2 separate regions of the Rattus norvegicus genome follow, and region 2 is linked to region 1. A link is a contact called in public Hi-C data. All regions are on one chromosome and are shown on one strand. The core of a region is the stretch at or near the end of the contact, and the rest is flanking DNA. Distances in the headings are between cores, read along the strand shown. Region 1 has its middle 69 kb from the start of Ralgps2. Region 2 has its middle 43 kb from the start of Tex35.

The links. Hi-C and Micro-C count contacts between places; a contact is called where the count stands out from the background.
Region 2: a Hi-C map of liver shows a contact between it and region 1, with 2.6 times the contacts expected there. The contact joins two enhancer-like sites. A contact is called at or near these places in 4 of 12 Hi-C or Micro-C datasets (the A7r5 cell line, hepatocytes, liver and 1 more).

What each region holds. Positions count from the first base shown.
Region 1 is chr13:71,672,752-71,678,707 of GRCr8, forward strand. No RefSeq gene overlaps it. Among named protein-coding and RNA genes, the nearest start is that of Ralgps2, 69 kb to the left of the region's middle. Within about 2 kb of position 1,865, at least 5 of the 93 cell types and tissues checked have an H3K27ac peak or open chromatin away from gene starts, as enhancers often do. A contact at or near this core is called in liver, where this site is marked.
Region 2 is chr13:71,736,438-71,742,307 of GRCr8, forward strand. No RefSeq gene overlaps it. Among named protein-coding and RNA genes, the nearest start is that of Tex35, 43 kb to the right of the region's middle. Within about 2 kb of position 2,039, at least 4 of the 93 cell types and tissues checked have an H3K27ac peak or open chromatin away from gene starts, as enhancers often do. A contact at or near this core is called in liver, where this site is marked.

The DNA of each region.
Region 1 (5,956 bases), core at 615-3,114:
GGTCACAGGTTAGACTCTGCACGTGTAAAACATCTTTAGAAGGCGCTAGGAAAGAGTCACATCCCTGGAGCCATCCAGGATGTTTGCCCCATGATGAGGAAAGAGTGAACATTTCAATAGAAATGTGCAGGGATGATTCTCCGCCCTCCTTCCGGGAACGGCTGGCTCAGGCGTTTTAGTAAGAGGCAGATAAGGCACCACATGGAACTTAATTATGCATTACTCTGTTTCTTTTATGGTCCTCAAGCCAAGTGGGGTTATTAAATGCTTTACGTTTAATCTGTATCCACTATAAGCAGAGACCAAGTCTGACTGCCTGGGAGGAGAACCATGCTTCCGTAGTTCCAGCTCTCCCAGGTCCCTGGCCAGCCCTTTGTTGGTACCAAGAAAATGACAAATGAACTGGAAGAAGGGTGCCTTTTGGACCAGAGAACATTAAGGCTGGGGCTAAAGAGATTTTTTTTAAAAAAGATTTATTTATTTTATTTATAAGTACACTGTAGCTGTCTTCAGACACACCAGAAGAGGGCATCAGATCTCATTACAGATGGTTGTGCCCCGCCATGTGGTTGCTGGGAATTGAACTCAGGACCTCTGGAAGAGCAGTCAGTGCTCTTAACCACTGAGCCATCTCTCCCGTGGTCATCATCAGTGACGATGGTGCTATTCAAACCTGAGTGTGTTTCAAGGACACCAGAGTATTCTTAAAGTTTCTGGTTCTCATCTGGGATGGAACTTAAGCATTTACATTTCTTACTACCTCCCAGCTGGTGCTGCTTCAGGAGGATAATAATCTGAAGACATTTTAATTAGCACAAGCTCCCATCTTACAGAAGAAGAAATGCGCCCACTGTTTAAATGAGTATCTCGTCCTGAGTCTTTTGGTTATCAGAGCTAGGACAAGAATCTCATCCTCTCTCTCCTTCCGCTCTAAACACTTCACTAAGTGCTCTAAAAGCAAGAATATCCTCTGTCATGATCACACTAAAATTACATTATGAAGAAACTAACATTAAAACAATATGGACTTGGTTCAAATTTCAGCAACTTTTCCTTAGTGGGATCAGCCCGATTGAGTCGCACCTTACCGGTTTCCTTTACTCTGAAACAGCCCTGACTCTGTTCTCTGTCTTTCAGGACCTTGATAGGTTTAAGGGGTACACGTCAGTTACCCTAAAGAACCACCTGAAATTTAGGTTTATCTGATGCTTCCTTGTGATAAAACTCAAGTTCTGAATTTGGGGCACACACACATATCACAACAGTGGGCACCTGAGGTCGCCTTGTCCCATTTCCAGCAACAGGAATGTTGAGCTCATGGTGAAAATGGTATCTGCTGGGTTTTTCCACAATAAAGTTATCAATTTTGCAATTAATGACATGTAAAGAGAGTTTGAGACTATGCAGGCCCATTCTTCCACACATTTCTTGTTCCAGTCTCATTAGCCACTGGTGCTTTCTCTGAATGTGGTTGTTATCAGGAGGTGACTTTAATGGTATTCTTTTCTTCTCATTTGTTTACAGGAATTTTACATTAAATTTTACATAGAATTTCTCTTCTGATTTGTCTTCTTCATTGATTCATATCAGGGAAGATTTGTAGATTCTTTGACTCCAGAATTCATGTCTCGGTCTCTAAGTTAAATCTCTTCCTACCATGTGGCACTGTGATTTACAAAACTATTAATTCAGAATAGTTATTACCTTATCACATTCATTCAGAGGCAAGACTGATGTACAGTCACATGAAGCTTAACAGAAGAGACTTACTGTGAGGAACGAGTTGTTAGTTTCACAATTGTATCTGAACATCACTGAGCACAGCTTACACAAACCTTGAAAGTAGAGGTCACTCACCCACTATTACCCCTTGATGCAATCAAGAGATGCTGTAATCAGAGATGTATTTGGCTACTGTTGGCACAGTATTATGCTTCACCGTAATTATTTCTCTCCACAATAAACAGTACTCTTTAAAATGATGACTAAAAGCATACAGGCTGGAGAGATGACTGAGTTGCTATGAATGCTTGCTGAGTAATCAGGAGGACCAGAGTTCAGATTCCAGCAACTGCATAAGAACATTCCAGCAACTCCAGCTTTGAGAGATCTGAAACCCTCTTCTGGGATACACATGTGCAGAGAGGCATGCACAACACCCACACCTACACACATGGCTGTATATATTCACACACACATACACACACTCACACACACTTTCACACACACTTTCACACACACTCACACTCATACACTCACACTTACACACTCACACACAGTCATACACACACTCACACATACACACATATATAAACACACACTCTCACACATATGCTCACATATACATACACACTCACACACAGGTACACACATACACACATATATACATATATATACACACAAGCAGACACAGACTCACACTCACTTACACACACACACACACACATACACACACACACACACACGCAGACTCATGTAAATAGAGGATCGAGAGATGGCTAAGCAGTGAAGAGCACTTGCCGCCCTGCTCTTGTGAATGATCCAAGCATCTGTGTTGGGAGGTTCACAACCTCCTACAATTCCAGCTCCAGGGGATCTAGCACCCTCTTCCGGACTCCGCAAGCATCTGCCCTGGTGTGGATGAGCCACACTCTCACACACACATACTTTTAAAGTAATAAAAATAAATATTTTTTAAAGTATAGTATAGTCACTACACAAACCAATAAACGACTGCTTATCATGCTCATCAAGTGTTCTGCACCATGCATAATTGCATGTACTATGCTTTTATATGACTGATGGGCAGCACGAGTAGGTTTGTTTAGGCTAGCATCACCATAAACCATGTGAGCGATGCGTTCTGCTGCCGCCTGAGCGTGACTCCAGTGCTCTCAGACATTAGGAGTCTTCTGCTTCCTTAGAACCTTCTAAGGTCAGCATCCTGTGCCACGACTGATCGGGGCACTGCTGTGCTGCCCCGTGGCTACACTTCAAAACGACACACCGAATATGAAAAGTGTATGGCTAAAAATTAATTTTATGAGGACTAAAATACTGCAGCCCAGTCTACATAACAGTAACATCGGGCATGTTGTAAGTGAGAACCACACACAGACTTTGCATTTTTGGATAGTAATGTTAAAAAGCAGAGAGTAAACACTACCAAACCTAGTTGGAATATTTAAGAACATTTGCCAGAAACTTAATGGTTATCCTCTTTCTTAGCCAGTGCAGGGTCCAATTCAGAGCAGAGCACACCAGCTGTCCCAATGGAGCTCGGGCTATGGTGCTGGATATTTTCTGAGTCACAACAGCAATTTAAAATTTTTTCTTAAGTAGGGCATGGTGACTTACATCTATAACCCCAGCATCAGGAGACTGAGACAGGAGGATTTCCATGAATTTCAAGCCATCCTTTACTAGAATGTACTATCTAAAAAGCAACAATTTGTTTTTTTTTTCTTCTGCACTAAAATCGACATGTTTGCTCTTTCTGCCTGCTCTAAGAGCTTTCCGGTGTACATGTGTGAGAAATGTGACCACATTTATACAACCAGTCTTGAGGAGAGGGAGAACCCATCTCAAGGCCATGGGAAGAAAAGGGCAGAATTTGACAGAGACAAAGCAGATTTTTTTTTATGAAAGAAAAATATGCCTTAGTCAGTTGGCAGGGTCCTTCTCTGCTCAGCCTACCACACCACAGTTTGGGGTTGCTTAAAAAAGGAACATTTGGGGTGCATGGGTGTTTATATGTTTGAGTCCAAAGGAGGATGCCAGCTCAGAAGTAAATATTTGCCATGGTGACTACTAATTCTGCTATCTGATCAAAAAGAAGTAAACATTTCCCACATTGCATCACAATGTCACTGTGTAAGCAGAACAAGGGAGCGGGGAGGCAGAAGTAAGACATGGCTCGAACACTAAACACAGTTTGTTTTTAAGAAACAGACATAGGTAGGTAACTCTGAATCCAAGAAATAAAAACATTGTCTAAGGTTTTATAGACCCCCTCCCCATTAGGATTCATTCGGAGAGAAGCCCCCGTTGGAGTTTAGGGATATAAGACCAGTGTCAGAATTTTCTGGGAATCAGACAGCAAAGGAAACAAGCTGAGCTGGACCATTTGGCAAAGGCTGAAGGTGTTTCCCGAGCTGTCACATGAGTGGGGTAGAGAGCAAACTGACAGCAAGCATGGTCAGTGTGTTCTGTGTCTTGCCATGCATGGGTCGAGCCATGTAGTGGGCCCTGCCTTCTTCAGAAAGACGCTGACACCCAGTGGAGAATCAGAAGGCCTCGCTGGAGGCTCAGGACTGGACTGATTCTCAGAATATACTCCCTTGAAGTGAAGAAGTATAAGGATATGGGGCATGGCCATTACTGGGTTTGGGGACTAGAGAGAGCTCTTCTGTAGTAGAAAAATACTGCACCTGAGTACGAAGAAACAGGGACTAGCAACTGAGCAAGACTTCTGCCATACTCTGTCAGAATTCTTGGCCCTCCTGAGCTGGAGTCCCATTCTACATGCTGCCGCTGTTTTCTGGGACACTCTGCTGCTTACCAAAAAAGAGCCCTAACTTTGAAGAGGGTAATTTCTACACCGCCATCTTCTTCACCCTGAGCAGCAGAGAGAGCCCATGTGAGGAGAGACTGAGCAGAAGAAGTCGCAGACTACAAAGAGTTTGCTGACCTCTGGGTATAAGCTGATTCATCCCTTGCAAAGGAAAGATTGGCAACAGCTTAAAGTTGTAGCACCCGGATTCTTCGCTGAGGGCAGGGGTGCAGCTGGTGTAGTGGCCTCCATTGCTCAGGGTACAAATGCAAACTCAGAATTCAGTTAAGGAAATTTCTGCCAGCTTGGGGAAGAAAGAAAGAATCGCTAAAAAAAAAAAAAAAAAAAGGAAACAAAAACTACAACTCTCCCATGCAAAGGGAAATGTCTCCTGAAATGTAGCCTTTGTCTCAGCATTTCATCGTCATCCACTTGAGTGCCTAGGTGGGGGTATAAGGTGACAAGCTTAATTCCTGCTTCTCTTGGGATCCGATACACAGCAGGGAGCAGAGGGTTAGTGGTGTGTTTCTGTGGACGGCTGCTGTGTAATCATATGTTTCTAGATTCTTTAACTGGACAGGGAGATTAAGAGCTTTGGTTTTACGGTCAGCAGATCCTCAAACCCACTGGTTCTCAACCTCCACAACACTTCAACCCTTTCATATAGTTCCTCATGGTGTGCTGATCCCCCAGACCATAAAACTATTTCATTTCTACTTAACTATAATTTTGCTACTGTTACGAATCATAATGTAAATATCTGTGTTTTCCAATGGTCTTAGGCTACCTCTATGAAAGGGTCATTTGACCCCAGAGGGGATCTCGATCCATAGGCTGAGAACCACTGATCTAACAGGATGTGGGACTAGGAAACTAGTCCATATTCCCACTTGTGTAATGAGCAGTGCATCTGGACAGGGGAAATCACATGAAGGAAGAGTCATGTAGATTCTGGCCTGGCTTAAGGTGGCGGAAGTTGTTTCCTGGCATAGCTTCCATCCAAGTCTTGCTTTTCTTGGATTTCAAAGAGGACTCTGGGCTTCCTGGTATTGTTACCCTCCCCTTTCAGCACCGACAGACACAGCACTGTGATTCTCCTGAATACTCCTCTCCTCTCTACGGCATTCACGTGCATCCTCCCATTTCTGCATCTCTGCGTCAAGACTGGCTTCAATGCTGATTGTTTTGCCTTGTTTTTGTTTTGAACAAGGTCTCATATAGCACATTGGCTTTGAACTTCCCATGTAGCTGAGTCTAGCCTTGAACTCTTTCTTCTCCAGCTCCTACAGGAGCTCTTGCTTCCAGCCAGAAGTCTTACCAGTCTGGTTGTTCTGAGTTTTAAATCTTGCAAGGTCTAAATGCCTCTGGAGCAATTGGGAGGCTCTAGAACCCGACACTGTGATA
Region 2 (5,870 bases), core at 789-3,288, 64 kb after region 1:
GTGTCCGTGGAGGACAGTTAGTGACATCGTGCCCACTGTTGATGCTCCTTGGCTCATTACATGCTATGGTGTGCCTCTTGAGGGCATGCATGTAGGTAAGCTTTGACGGGGTGAGACTTCAAAGAGCTGAACACACTGTGGGCTCTGAGCTGGCTGTGAGCTCAATGTTTACAAATCAATGGTATGCATTAGATAAGACAGCCCTAAGTAGAGAAAAAACAAGGTTAGAGAGTTGATTAGTTTAGGGCGGTTTTGTGCCAGAGGCTTGTAGGAATACACTCTATTTCCTCAGGAGTCACGACTCAGTGTTATTTAATTCTGAGTTCACAGTGACTTTGCAGAACCGTGAGTAGCAGGAATGGGTTGTGTGCACGCCTGATTTAATAGGCCAATGCCTGTCTGTGAGATGTGTAACTACACCAGGAAATTCTTGCCATACAACTTGAACTTGGGCTGCATTTGCTACTAACTAGTCTTGGCCAAGGAAACATGGCAGCATTGCATAAATTCTGGAGTCTGGGCTCAAGAGATTCGACAGCTTTTGGCTTTGTCCTCTTTGGAACACTGTCCTGGGACCCTCGTGTAAGGAGGTGAACCGAGCCTGCTAGAGGATGAGAAGCCATCAAGGTACCCAGGGAACAGTCAACAGTCAGCAGCAAGGGCTACACACGCGCACAAGGACATTGTGGCCTTTCTGAGCCAACCAAACCACTAATCCTCCCACCAGATACCATTGTCTCTGTGAGCCCAGGAAAATCCAGCACAAGAGCTCTCCAGCTGACTCAGGAGTCGTGCAAAATTAGAAACTGTGTTGTCAGAAGTGTGACTTCGTCGGTCATTTGTTTTTATAAGAATTGATAAGTGACATGCTGACTTGGAGTTCAGTGTGATCAGGGGACTTGCTTTTGCAAGTTAAATACGGCATACGTCACTTCAAGGGGGAAGGACATAATTGCGCTTCTGCTATGGCATTCAGGAGGTGTAGAGAGCTATGAACGATTATGATATCGAGTCAATGCCCAAGGAAAGTTGCCCTAAAAGGCCGTCTGAAGATCTTACGTGAACTAAAATTAACTAAACTCTTGTTATACCCATTCTAGGATTGGGGATGTTTGGTGCTGTAGTATATCTAACTCATTCTAATTGGCACAAGCCTGGAGATCTTAAACATTTTCTATGCCAAGCATTCCCCACTACACAGAAAAAAAAGTCATCTAGGCCCATCTTGGAAGAGCTGGAAATACCGAATTTAGGCTAATGGTTCAATGCAAAGTTGTCTGTCTGGAATTCATTACAAATACCAGCTTGGCTGTTTGCATCCATTCCTTCTATGTGTATCTGTAGGGTTCTTTGCTGATTAACTGTCACAAAACATGGGCTTGATCCCCGGTGACCATCTGATAGTCCTTGCGAAAACAAAGAGTTGATCGTGAATCGGTCCGGTGGAAACAGCTCGCAGAACACGGAACCCCAGTCAGCTGACCTTGCTGTCTTTGCTAAGCCGTGTCCTATTATCACAGGCAGGGTCATCTTACAGCTCGGCTGGATTGCGACAATTTTCTCAGATGTCAGGGGGGAACGGGACGACGCAAAACGCTCTCTGAAATCCACATGGCAGCTGATGAAAAGGAAAGTTCCTGGTCGATGCTTATGGGGTAACGCTGGACGTGTTTCTAGCTCAGCCACATGGTGTGAGTAGCGTAGACAGAAAGCTCTTCCCTGAGAAGGAAGATAGGCCTGGGCTAGGTCTCTGTCAAAGGCGGGCGGCAGTGTCCTTGGCACAGACAAGAGATAGGTTTCACATAGGCAGGAAGACCTAGGCTGAGGCTTTGTACCACTTGATGATGGAAGCCACCACCACCATGTTGCTCAGGGTTGGTGGCTTTAGTTGATGGCTTCAGGTGAGTGCGAGTTAGAGTCGAAAGAGGCTGGATATTTCTGACTTTGCTGACGTGGTCCTCTGTTTTGCATCAGGGGAATTACTCTTTGCCTTTTCTGCAGGCCAATAGCTCCTTCCTCTGGCCGCAGTCCCAGTATCTGCTACCTCGTAATTTATTTCCTCAGACTGCTTGGTCCACAGTTTCCCTGGACTCTGGTCATGTCCTCTGTAAGCCCCCGTACCTCCCCCGAAAAGCTCCTCTTTCTGGAGTTTTCGGTTTTGTGAGTTAGAATTTCTGACACTGTTGCATGCACTTAACACAATAGTGGAAGAAGAGCTCGAGGAAGCCATGTCTTGCTGACTTGGGCTCCCATCAGCCTCTTGTCTAGTGAGACCTTCCTGGTGTGGCATTTGTGACACTGAGCTCTGGGTGGTCCCTGCTGCATCTTAATTACTGAGTCACACATGACCCATCCCTTTCCATTAACTCCAAATCCATTGTACACAGCACGCACAGGACTAAGCGTCCATCGGGGACTGGAGCAAGAGACGTCGACTCATGTCACACAGTCCCGTTCTGTCCCAGTTTATCTCTGATTCTCCTCTAGAATTCCACATAACAGCCCCCTTACTGCTACCCTGGGCACTGGCTATTCCACTCACAGTTGGAAATCAAACACACAGCATACTCAAGGGAACAAACTACAGAGGCGAAGGCCACTGCACCCCAGGGTGCCCACGACATGAGGTCAGTTGAAGGGAAGCTTCAGAACTGCCTTCTCTGGGAGCAGGCCATGGCTCTCAGAAGTCCCTCTGGCTTTTGAGAAAGATTCATCTGGCCTCAATGTACCTCAGGTAGAAATGACCGTGTGGACTTGATGGGTCTCTCAAGGAATTATGGGACCGAGTTTCTTGGCAGGTTAGGTAAATAGCAGGCATGTAAATTTCTGAGAAAGGAGAGAACAAAGGAATCAGAACAAAGGGAAGAAGAGTGACAGAAAATAACTTGGAACAAGAAGACACAGTTCCTGGTTTTGGCTGGCCTTACATTGGCCATAAAATTAGCCTAGAGCCAGTTGCTGGGTTTTTCTAATCTCTTATACCATAAAAATGGAGATGCCCTCCCTACCTCTCAGAGGTCACTGGGAGGTGAGAGGGGACCTGTATGGGAGATCCAGAACCTGCTGGGTCCTGGGGGCTGGAGAGATGGCTCAGCTGGAGAGAGGAGCCATGGACAAGCCCTCCTGTCTTTTTTTCATCCGAATGCAGCAGAATCTAAGAGGCAGTTGGCCCAGCTCTCCTCCGGCAAGCCTCCTTCTCCCGGCACGTTGGTACTTGCAGACTTCGCTCAGCATGATGAGGGGAAGACCCTATTGTGGAATTACTGTCCTGGCAAGCGGTTGTAGTTAAGATTACTCCCCCTAACACGGCACCAAGAGCAGGCTGCTCAGGGATGACTCAAGGCACAGAGGAGGGAGGCACTGGGCTTGAACTTAGGGGCCAGAACCAGAGGGAGGGCTACTGGAAACACAACTGGAGCCAAGCTTAAGAGGGTCAAAGGAGGTAGAGCCATTGGGGAGGACCTGTGAATAGGGATGCAGAAGGCATGGGGAGCATGGCGAACGGCCCGTGCCATGTTCAGGATGCTAGAGAGCAAAAGAGCTGTTGCTATGGTGACTTAACTGACTCCTATGTTATACGTAATACACAGGGTCTCATCAAACTACTCAAAGAGGGTAAGCAGCTTCCATGGGGTCACAGAATACTTAATTAAGTATTCTAGAAAAATTACAAAGTGGGGTCTTTTGCAAAATGAGGACGTTTAAACTCCTCCCTCTCCAATCTCTACCGTTTTATGCCACCAGAGTAATGCCAATCTAGAGGAACAGACGTGTATTTTGTAAATGGCCGTGGGAGGTTTAGTGGGGTCGGGGCTATGGCAGAATAGCAAGGAGACTACTGTGCTTCTCACTCCCAACTCCTAGTTCAGCATGGAGCCAATTCCAGCGTGGCAACTGTCACCATCACTTCCGCATGAGTGCTGTTCCTGTGGCTGGAGTGTGTCCCCCACAGTTCCTGTATTGTCAGTTCTGTCTCCAGTGCAATGGAGCTGAGAGGTGCCTGGCTTAAGTTGCAAGGGTTCTGCCTTCCTGAATGAATGACTGAGTGAATGAGTGAATGAATGAATGAATGCTGTACAGTGCAGTTCCCTCCTCTCTCAGTCTTGCCCCCTCTTGTTCCCCCTGTTGGAATGATGAATATGAGGGCCCTCACCAGGGGCCAGCCCCATGTTCTTGGATCTCTCAGTGCCCAGAAATGATTAATTACCCACTCTTGGGCAATCCAGCAGCAGAAAACCAAGCAAGCCTGCCGGGACCTGCGTGTTTCCACGTGCCCCATAGAGCAGACCTGAGTGGGTGACATGTGGGCTTCGTCTCACTTCACTATCAACTCCTGGAGAGGCCAGGCCACAGGCAGAGCTGTGTGGGAACGATGCCCTACAGGGGGAACCAAGACCAGGAAGGGCCAGCAGGTCCTTTGCCTTTTCCCCTACTCTGTGGTATGATGGCTCTGCCTGGACGTCTAAAAGGTTCCCTGTGTGCCTGAGTGCTCTAGCAGGGATAGCTGGCTACCCTTCCCTTCTCCCATCCTTCTCTCCCCCTGCACTGTCCTGTGACCCCTCCAAGCCCAAACACACCAAATGCTCAGACATTCCTCTTTGCGACAGTCACCGGAACCATTCCCGTCTCCTGCTCTTTCTGTGCAAGGACCTATTATTTCTATGAGGCCTTTGGACTTGAGGCCCAGGTCCCCTCTCTGGTGAAGGCGGTCTATCGAACGATGCCAGCCACCAGCCCCTCTCAGGCCACCGTTCAGCGCGGGGCTCCGAACCAGGTACTCTAACTGGACCCAGCACGACACATACTCACCAGGATCATAGTGAAGCTCTTGAAGTAACGCCATTTTCTAAGGCTCAAGGGTCCCACCCACAATGACACGGACCTCTTTAATGTAAAAGGGCAACGAAGAAAAGTTAATGTTCTTCATATTTAAAAACAAGGCAGAGTGGCACACGTCTGTAATCTCCCAGTGCTTTGACGAGGCTGGGGTAAAACTATCTCAAGTTTAAGACCTGCCTGGGCTACGGAGCAAGGCTGTCACAGAACAAAAGCCAACCATGGAAAGGTGAGTAGCTTTTGTACTGTAGTCCCAGTCTGCCCTGCAAATCTCCATAAACAGGAGCAGCAAAGTCCCAAGCTGTGTGGAGTCAAAGCAACTTTCAGTTGCTGTTACCAGAAAAGTAAGTCCCAGGCTTAAACAGCGGCCTTTGGGATCGGCCGTCATTTCTGCTCTTCTCTTCCAGGAATCTGTCACTGCTCGCATTGGTAACTTTATCAGATTGGCCATGGAGTGGCTGAGGCTGAGGTCAGGGCAGAACTGAAACCTGAGCATTCATTCCTAGGGAGTGGCCCCGGCTTGTCCCTCAAATGAGAGCTGCTATGGGGAGCAGGGGCAGCTGGAGCCAGCAGGAGGAGAAAGGAGAGAGAGAGAGAGAGAGAGAGAGAGAGAGAGAGAGAGAGAGCCCAAAAAACAAACAAACAAACAAACAAAAAAAAAACCCCAGGGGACCTGCAAGGAGCCGCAAATTCCAAGGCAGCCTGCAGCCTTCTTCTGGCTCCTTCGATCCTCCTACAGCCAGAGCAGCCTCCTGAGCTCTGCTGGCCTTCGTAGATGGTTCTTCCTCTCTGTGGAGTTCTTGATCCTGTCTGGCCTTTCCCCCATGTCTCTCCATAGTGCACTTCGGATCATCAGTATAGATGGTAGGACCATGATTCCTGGTGTAGGTCGCCTACAGTGAGTGCCTGCCCAGTCACCTTTTTCCAATACCACCTTCTGGGATTCTGTATCTGCCTCTGTTCTCAAGCAGCCTGCTTCCTTTGTTTTTTCCCTGATGTTTTTGCAGATTAGAAGGTGACAATGTTTTCCTTGC